2 separate regions of the Mus musculus genome follow, and region 2 is linked to region 1. A link is a contact called in public Hi-C data. All regions are on one chromosome and are shown on one strand. Each heading gives the region's core, a stretch centred on a gene start, on an enhancer-like site or on the middle of the called end of the contact. The rest is flanking DNA. Distances are from core to core; before and after follow the strand shown. Region 1 overlaps Lncpint (long non-protein coding RNA, Trp53 induced transcript). Region 2 overlaps Mkln1 (muskelin 1, intracellular mediator containing kelch motifs).

The links. Hi-C and Micro-C count contacts between places; a contact is called where the count stands out from the background.
Region 2: a Hi-C map of bone marrow-derived macrophages shows a contact between it and region 1, with 20 read pairs. The contact joins two enhancer-like sites. A contact is called at or near these places in 9 of 39 promoter capture datasets (the 3T3-L1 cell line, 3T3-L1-derived adipocytes, HPC-7-derived erythroid cells and 4 more), 5 of 484 Hi-C or Micro-C datasets (CD4 T cells, bone marrow-derived macrophages and regulatory T cells) and 6 of 115 datasets of contacts at active chromatin or transcription factors (craniofacial prominence, embryonic basal ganglia, embryonic hindbrain and 3 more).

Annotation. Positions count from the first base shown.
Region 1 is chr6:31,167,607-31,172,211 of GRCm38.p6, reverse strand. The region is part of intron 1 of Lncpint (long non-protein coding RNA, Trp53 induced transcript); the gene reads left to right. Among named protein-coding and RNA genes, the nearest start is that of Lncpint, 49 kb to the left of the region's middle. Within about 2 kb of position 2,636, at least 41 of the 459 cell types and tissues checked have an H3K27ac peak or open chromatin away from gene starts, as enhancers often do. A contact at or near this core is called in bone marrow-derived macrophages and regulatory T cells, where this site is marked.
Region 2 is chr6:31,409,969-31,414,573 of GRCm38.p6, reverse strand. All of the region lies in intron 1 of Mkln1 (muskelin 1, intracellular mediator containing kelch motifs), which reads right to left. Among named protein-coding and RNA genes, the nearest start is that of Mkln1, 13 kb to the right of the region's middle. Within about 2 kb of position 1,858, at least 27 of the 459 cell types and tissues checked have an H3K27ac peak or open chromatin away from gene starts, as enhancers often do. A contact at or near this core is called in bone marrow-derived macrophages and regulatory T cells, where this site is marked.

The DNA of each region.
Region 1 (4,605 bases), core at 1,387-3,886:
CAGACACCGTCATTTATGGACTGCTGTGTTGGAAGTCTTTTCACGTGGACTGCATTGTCTCTTGTCTGTGACTTCTGTGTTTACAGTAAGAAAGTCAGACACAGGTCTGTTGAGACTGTCTAACTCTCTCACACCTGCTTGGGTTCTGCAGTAGTATTTGCTAAGTGAAATATGAGGACTGGTTTGTCATGTGTTTTCACAGAACACCGATGGCTCCTGGCCAATCACGTTAGTCTTAGTCTTATTTTTCCCCCATGCATAAAATTGCCTATTTTTCACTTCAGATGGGGGTGAGAGCCAGTTCTGAGTTTTTTTTTTCCTTGTTGCTTGCACACCATCTGTGGTCTTGGCATCTCAGACAAGTTCCCAGATCACCCAAGGTATTGGTTGGTCAGCACTCACAGTGATCAGGACCCTAGCCTAGGCTTGTCACTGTTTGTCAGGCAATGTCACTCTAGTCACCTCAGTGCTGAACGTGGCTGCTGTGGCCTCCGTGTTCCTTTCATTGTAAATAACCTCTGCAAAGGTAATGCAGAGAATTTGCACGTATACTCCAGCCAGTCTCAAGGAACAAACATGGTAACATAACCGAACAAGCATGTCTCTTTATCCACACTCATGGGTAGTTCTCTAGTGTCCATTTCCTGTTCAGAATCTTCAGCCAGGGATGCCATATTACTCTTAGCCTCACGCCTCTCAAAAATTGCGTTTGGCCTTAACATAGTTGAGTATAGGTGTTTGAATTTTGTTTTTGCTTTGTTTTGTTGAGACGTGGTCTCACATAGTCCAGGCTGGCCTGGAACTTTCATGCAGCAAAGAGTGACCTTGAACTTCTAATCCTCTTGCCTCCACTTCCCAGGGGCTACATTTACAACATGCCCCACAATACCTGGTTTTATGCAGTGCTAGGTAGCCAGCCCAAGGCTTCATGCATTCCAGTTAAGTCCTCTACCAACTGAGCCACATCCATATTGCTACAGCATCAGTTTTGAGGATTGCCTTGTTTCTTTGTCTAGGGCAGCCTACAGAAGAAAGCATTTATTTAATTCTAGCATCACGTTTCAGAGGGCGAGTCCATGGCCATCACCATGGGAAGCATGGCAGCCGGCAGGCTGAGCGCTCATGGCCTGATCCAAAGTAGAAGGCAGACAGACAGCAGGACCTGGCATGGGTTCTTGAACCTTCAAGGGCCACTCCCAGTGACATGGCTCCTCCAACACCCTATTCCAACAGGTCATACATACCTCCTAATCTTCTCCAACTACTCTGTCAACTGGGACCAAGTATTCAAATATATGCTCCCATGGGGCCATTCTCAGTGGGACCCGAAGTCTATTGGGGAAGATAGTGTGTAGATTGTCTATCTGTGCCCGTTTTACTGAGTGTTGGATGTGGTGGGCTTGGAGGGAAGACCACAGAATGGAGGTCTTTCTTTGTCACCTCCCCATGAATGGTGTACATGCTGTCTGTCACCATCAGTGTCACTTGTCACTGGCTCAGTGTTTGATGGTTTTCTGTAAAAACTTGTTTTCTTTTCTCCCTCTACCCTTGGAAGCAAGTCACCAAGGATAGTAATCTCACCTGTAAAGTTATGTTAACTGTCTTTCCTATACATTCTTTACATGCTGTGTTTGAAATCATGCCAGCTTGGGGAGGGGTTGGTATCTGATTTCAGATATCTATAGTCTAGACTTAATGTTTAGAGCCTTAAGTGCAAGAATAAGTAAAAACACGTCTACATGCAGGAATGTTTGGAAGCAGTGTAGTTTTGCAGCCGCCTGAATTTGATTTATTAGTTTTACTTTAAAATCTCCACAATCTGCAAACTGTAGCAGCCGCTCTGCTCTGATCAGATGGCTGCACAGACTGCTCCCAATTCTTTTAGCATAAGAAAGCCTCACAATTTTCTCTTAGAATTCGGGGAATAATGTTTAGCATCATAGCATTTTATCCATACTGAAGTCTGTCTAGTAAACATAAAAATACATTGATTATAATTAATGGAAGTATTTTTGAGTATTGAAATGTTCCTAAGAGTCGTTGGGGCAGTTCACTGCTCCCTCCTCCGCCCACTTCTTCCACCTAAAAGAAGTCGGCTGTAGGAGTTCACGCTCCCTCTGCTGGCTCTCTTGTCTGTCTTTGTGTTTCAGGAAGGGGAGAGGTTCTTCCAGTTTTGTTTTACTAGTCTGCGACTCAGTCAAGTCAAATGGCCTTATTTATACTTAAGAAAAAATTAAGGTATTACTACTTTAGCATATAAACAGAATATTCCAGAAATGGTATCTTTGAAATGGTTCATGTATCTGTTTATAGGATGAATTTTGTGACTGCCAAAATGAGTTAATTTGTGGGACAACACTTGGAGCCATTCCGTGCCACCTACAGTTATAAACATTGGTCTGGGTGGACTTGCTAAGTCTTTTGTCAAGACTCTGGGACTTGATGTCTCCCCGTGTTTTCACTTGACTTTGAGACGGTTTCAGAATCTTGCACTGAGGGTAAAGGCTTAAAAATACGTCTGAGAAGTCTCCTGCTCACTTCATGCCACTTGGAAGGACAACTAAAATCAAGAGTCGTGTTTCCAGTCAGGCGCAGGGGAAATCCTTTCCTTGACTTTCAGTTCCACTCTCAGTAGTGAACCGATTCCTTCCGTTCATGTGGGGATTCCCATGCTGACAGCCAGGGGCCTTATCACATATGTGCAGCACACAGGGGAGTGCCGCCTTTGTTATTTCTTAACTGAGTGAAGTCTGCCCTGAGAACTATTGCCGTTTTAATATTACTCATTCTTCGTATGGACCTGTAAAGTCTGAACATCAAAAAGTTAAATATAGAAAATTGTTATCAAGTAGGTTAAAGGCCATTTAAATATAAGGCTTTTGGATCTGTATTGTACATAACATGTATATTACACCACAAATATATAAAACTTTCTTAAATTTTAGGTAGCAGGTAAAAAACATACAAGAACAGAACTTTGAATGCAGTTTGCGCCTGTCTTTTGTTTGCTTCACTGTGCTTTCTTCGATTAGATGTAGACCACCAGGGGATAGGACATGGCTTTTCTATTCTGAGTGTAAGAGTGTTTTTTCAGCGTGTATATATGTGCACCACATGTGTACCTGTTGCCTGAGGAGGTAAGACAGAGGGTCTCAAGTATCTCGAGTTACAGATGGTTGTGAACCACCATGTGGGTGCTGGGAACTGAACCAGGGTCCTCTGTAAGACCAAGGGCTGCTAAATGCTGAGCTGTCTTCAGCCCTAGGATGTGTTTTTATGGCTTGGTTTGTTTGAGTCATTTGGAGGAAAATCTACTGATAAGACAAGCTGCAGTCTAGCTAACAGTCTTACAAGGTAGAGGACTCTGAAATTAGCCACATGAAAGTTTAAAAGCACGTGGAACACTTTTGCTATTTCTTAAGTTTGTGGAAGAGAGAACTGTGGCTTCTAAGTGTCCCTTCACTTTGCTCAGTCACCCTAGTTAATGTCCCTAGGAACCATCCCCTAACACACAGGAGCCTGCCCTCTGTTGTACTATGCTAGCGTGTTTGCACAGAGCAGGGAGTGAAAAGTCCTCTTAACTGAGAAGGATGCCGGAGTCCACTGCTGAGAAGCCATACCCTGTCCTTTGCAGCCTTGCCCTCCAGCCTCATCTCTAGTCTCTCACAGAGACTTGCTCTTTCTGAGGGAATTCCTAGAGGTTGAAGCCATCAGGTGGCTCACAGTGCTTGTAATCCTAAATCCAGAAGATAAAAGCCTTGTGGCCTCTGTGGGTACTTGTAGTGATATGTATATACTCTCTCTCACACATAATTCAAAATAATGAAAATAATCATTTTTAAAGAAGATCTGTTCTTAGAAAGGACTTAACAGAAAGAATGGTCTACCCAGTCATTGCTGAAAAGATGTGTGGTCACATATCTTTTACTTCAGTCAGCCATAGTTGCACATACCTTTAAACCCAGCAACTGGGAGGCAGAGGCAGGGAGGTCTCTTGAGTTTGAGGCCAGCCTGGTCCACAGAGTGGGTTCCAGTACAGCCAGAGCTACATGGTGAGACCCAGTCTCTAAATAAATAAATAAATAAATAAATAAATAATCAGTCTTTCACTTTGATAGTTGAAAGTCAGCTGAGAGAATGGCAGGCTATCCCTAGAAAATATACAGATCTCCTTCCAGTGTGTTAGAAAGTTGGGTTAGGATCAGCACCCCGTGGCAGCTGTCGCTCCTCTCACCAGGGTTTTGAGTGGCACAGCTGTAGCTTTGTTCTGTTGGGTAAAACTTGGGACACTCACTCTCACGGTCAGTAGGCCATGGTGGGGCAGTGTTCATTCTTCTAGGGCTCAGGGGTAATGCCTACTGAAGCAGGTGCTAAACCAGGCTGAAGGGATGCACATTAACCTTAGAGCCACTAGGGAGCCATAGTGGGACCTGGAGAGGAAGGCGGTCGCTGCTGTAAGTCTGGAATGGAGTGTGGAGCAATGGAGTCCGTAGTTATTACAGGGGCAGCTTAGAGAAGAGAGGGAGAGGTGGCTCCAGCCTGCAGTTAACAGTCCCTCCTTTCCTCTTCCCTGCTCCTTCTTACCCTCTCCAGGAGCAGCCCTGG
Region 2 (4,605 bases), core at 609-3,108, 240 kb before region 1:
CAGAAACTCAGAACACCAATGAGCTAAAAAGCACTATCAATCAACTGGATGTAACTGACATACACAGAACACTCACCAACAGCAAAGAGCATTCTCCTCAACTCACACAGGAGCACTCACTACCACAGGAAAACGTGTCAGTAACAGGAACAGCTCACAGACCTCAATGGGATTAAATTAGAATCATTCATACAAGACAGTTAGAAAAATCTTAAAATAGTTAGCATATACAACACAGTTCCATATAATACACAAATCAAGGAAGCCTCAGGGTAAACACAGAAATAAATCGAACTAGACTAATTTTTTTTTAAAAAGAACGAAACTTACGGAAACGGTGCAATACCATAAAAATAACACTTAGCAGACGTGTTAAATACGTACAAGGAAATTAGGAAAATTGTAAAATCAATCACCTAAGCTTCCACCCTAAGGAGCTAGGACAAAAAAAGAAATGTAACCATGAATATCACAATAAATAAAAAGTAAAGCAAAAATTACAGTAGAAATCAAACTAAAAATGAGAACTAGGAAAAAGAATGAAGCCAGAGATTGAGTCCTTAAAAACAAAACAAACAAACAAACAAAAAAAACGGCAAACCTCTAGCTAGGGTAAGCAAGAGGAAGGGAAAAACAAAACAAACAAACAAATGTAAAACAGAACTTACAGATCACCAAGCATGGCAGTTTGGGGTTTTGTGGGTTTAGCTGTCCTTTCTTGCTCAGAGTCAGGGTGCTGGACAACCTTGACAAGGAGGCAATAGTGGCCTGGCTGGCAGCAGCTAGGAAATAACAGGAGTTCCATTGCCACCAGCAGAGTGGCTTCCATTCCTGGCTTCAATGCCCAACCTATTTCCTAGGCCCCCAGTCCCTGCCACTTCTTTCCAGCAACAGTGGAAACAGGAAAATAAGCTCCAAGGAAGGGAGGGCTCATTAGGGAGAGTATGCTGTGAGAGTGTGTGTGTGTGTGTGTGAGAGAGAGAGAGAGAGAAAGAGAGAGAGAGAGAGAGAGAGAGAGAGAGTGTGTGTGTGTGTGTGTGTGTGTGTGTGTGTGTGTGTGTGTGTGTGTGTGCCCATGTGCGTGCGTGCGTGCATGCCTGCCTGCCTGCCTGCCTGTATGTATGTCTAAGAGTCTGCAGAGACCAAAGAGGATGTCAGATTCTCTGGAGCTGGAGTTACAGGCTCTGAGAATGTCAAACACTCTTTCTAACTATTGAGCCATCTCTCCAGCTCCCTGGTTTCTATTTTTTTAATTAACATATAACATTTATACTCACTTATGTGACCACATTACAAATCAAATTTCTGTGCAAATACAATGTATAATGGCCAAACCAGAGTACTCAGAACTCCCATCCCTCAAATATCAACTCCCTATGATTCTGGGAACTCAAATCTTCCTCTAGTTATTGTGAAATGTACAACTAATGGCTCTGGATTAGTTCCCCAACTTTGTAACATAAGAGAACTATAGCAATTGTATCTGCGTACTGCTTATCTTACCCTGTGACTGCTTTCCCTTCCTAGCTTCTACTAAGTGCTATTGTACATCTACTATTATGTGATTAATGTCTTTAGCTTCTGCAATATTTGTCTCTCTATACTTAATTTACTTTACTTAACATAATGCCCTGAAGTTTCAGTCATGCATCGGCAGGATTGCATCCTTGTTATGGTTAAACAGTATTCTTCCTAACCCCTGCTCTGTCACACACATATATTCATGGACACACATACACCACACATAAACACACACACACAATCTTTGAAAACAAAATCTGTGTGTATACATGCATGCCTGTATATATGAATGCCATTTGTGTGTATGCCTTGGAGGCCAGAAGAGGGCACAAAAGCCCTGAGTCTGGAGTTCTAGATGACTGTGAACCACCTGTCAATCAAACTCCAGTCCTATGCAAGAGCAGCAAATGTTCTTAACCACTGAGCCATGTCTGTTCCCACACAGTTTTTAAAATCCATTCATCTACTGATGGACATCTTGGCTGACTCTATAATTCTGGTTCCTGTGACTAGTGCTGCAATAAGCAGGGGTGTGGGTATCTCTTTGATGCAATGACTTTTATATACCCAGGAGTAGGGCTGCTGGGTCATAAAGGTTTTTGAGAGGCCTCTGTACTGTTTCTATAGCAGCTACACGTGTTCTTACTGACTGACTGACTGACTGACTGACTGACTGACTTTCTCATATCACTACCCACAATATACAATTATCCTTTCTCTAAATCCTAGGCAAGTTCCTACACAAAACTCACTAATCTATAAAAGCAAAAATCAGGCTACAGAAATAATTAAAATCTTGTTCTGGTAAGGACTCTGTTAAAAGGTAAAATGAGAAGATACAGCCTGGAAGAACCTATTTTATGTTCAAAAAATGATATCTAAAATAATACAAGTATTTACAATGATTAGGCTTTGAAAAAAAGCAAACAATTCAATTAGAAAACAGGCAAGGCATGAATAAGAACTCATTAAGCATATCCAAGGAGGCAGATAAGCATATGAAAACATGTGCAACACCAATAGCCATCACAAACATCCACCACCAGTCATCATTACTTGCCTATCAGAACAGCTAAAATTAAAACACAGTGATGGCTCAAAGGCTATTACCAACTCAGAGAAACTTCAGATGACAATGGCTCAATGGCTAATGACCTGAATTCAATCCCCAAGACCCACATATTAGGAGAGAACTAACTCTTACATGTTACACACACACACACACACACACACACACACACACACACACACAAGAGAAAATGGAATACCTGTACCCTAATGTGAGTGTAAAATGGTACAGCCATTTTAGGTGTATATTATAGTTTCTTAAGTATTTTTTGTGTGATTCAGTAACTAAACTCGCCGGGCAGTGGTGCCACATGCCTTTAGTCCCAGCACTGGGAGGTAGAGGCAGGTGGATCTCTACAAGTTTGAGGCCATAGGCTACATTGAAAAATCCTGTCTAGAAAACCCAAAAAACAAACCAAAAAACAACAACAACAAAATAAACAAAAAACCCAACAACAACAACAACATAAAACTAGACTCTTAAACACTGATTCAAGGGAAATAACATTTTATATGCAAATAAAAACCTACATACAAATGTTCAAAATTGCCTTACTTCTAATAATCCCAAACTGGAAGCAATCCAGATATCCTTCAATTGATAAAGACCAAACCATACTATACTTAAGGAACAGATAAACACATTAATTGCTTTTATTTGCTTCAACCAAAAACTAATAAAAATGGCTACTCAAATTAGAAGGAATAAAAGGGCTAAAGGACAGATACGAAGCTAAGCTGTACAGCTTAAACTCTGAAACCACAGGGGCTGGCAGATGGCTAAGATAAAAGTACATGTGGCTCTTGGAGAGGACCCAGGTTGGTTCCCAAGCCCCTACAAAGTGCCTCACAACCATGCATAACTTCAGCTCTAGGGGATCAGAGACCCTCTTCCCACCTCCACAGACAAGCAGCATGGTACACATACATACAGGCAGGCAAAACTTTTCATTTATTTTATATATTTATATGAAATTACATGAGTCTTCAGTGAAGCCTATAAGGAGACTAATCTCTAGCAGAGCGATTCTGAAGGCTTCAAATGATTTAGTCTTCGTGGTTATTCACGCCTTCATATGACCTATCTCTACTGTAGGATGGCCTAAACTTATTTCAAACAACAATACAAAGAAATGGCAATGTAGTGCCATTTCTAAGCCCTAGATACATAAAAGTGATTTAGCTCTTACTGATTCTCCCTAGCTAGCTCTGGCGAAGCAGAACATGACTGAAGTCCTGTAAGAGACTTGGAGCTGAAGACCCTTCTAAATCATGCCCAAACCCTTGATACTTAAGTATCATTTAATAAATGTATTGTTTTAAGCTGTAATTTGTGGCAGACTGTTACTGAGGCAACAGATAATTAACGTGGTGTGCCCTTCATTCATATTGAAATATTTAGGAGTGAAACAACTTAATTTAGGAAATATAAGAAGAGAAATAGGTAAGTGTAAATAGAGACTGGACATTTTGGAATGCAAATAGAAGGTCACTGTAGTACAAGGAAAAATTGACTCAGCTTATTGTCACCATGGAATTGATCATGTTTGAGCCTGCATAAGGATTCAAAGCACTCTGGGGACACAACCATGCATACATACTCCACACAAGCAAACAGAGTCACCACTGGGGAAAGCATGCCAACGACAGAAAATAGGCATTCCAATGCAGGTGACAGACTGGGAAACTCAGTGGTCAAAACTCAAACTGAAAAGTTGTCTCATATATATTCCTATACTAAGAATTGCCCTGCTTCAACCTAAAGCAAAAAGCATTAAAAGTGGAAAAGACTTAGGAAAGGTTTACAGCTTTTAGATACACATTCATTTGTATTAGACTAAACAACAGTATATACAAAGGGTTTATACATATTTAAGAGATCAAACTATTTCCAGTCTCCCTGCAAGGTTCATTTATATGTAGATGTCCTTACTAAGGGAATCAGAATCAAATTCTGACCTGATCAAATCCTCAAACTATCTTTTCTGGGCAATCATTCAATTTACTGTGTTACTG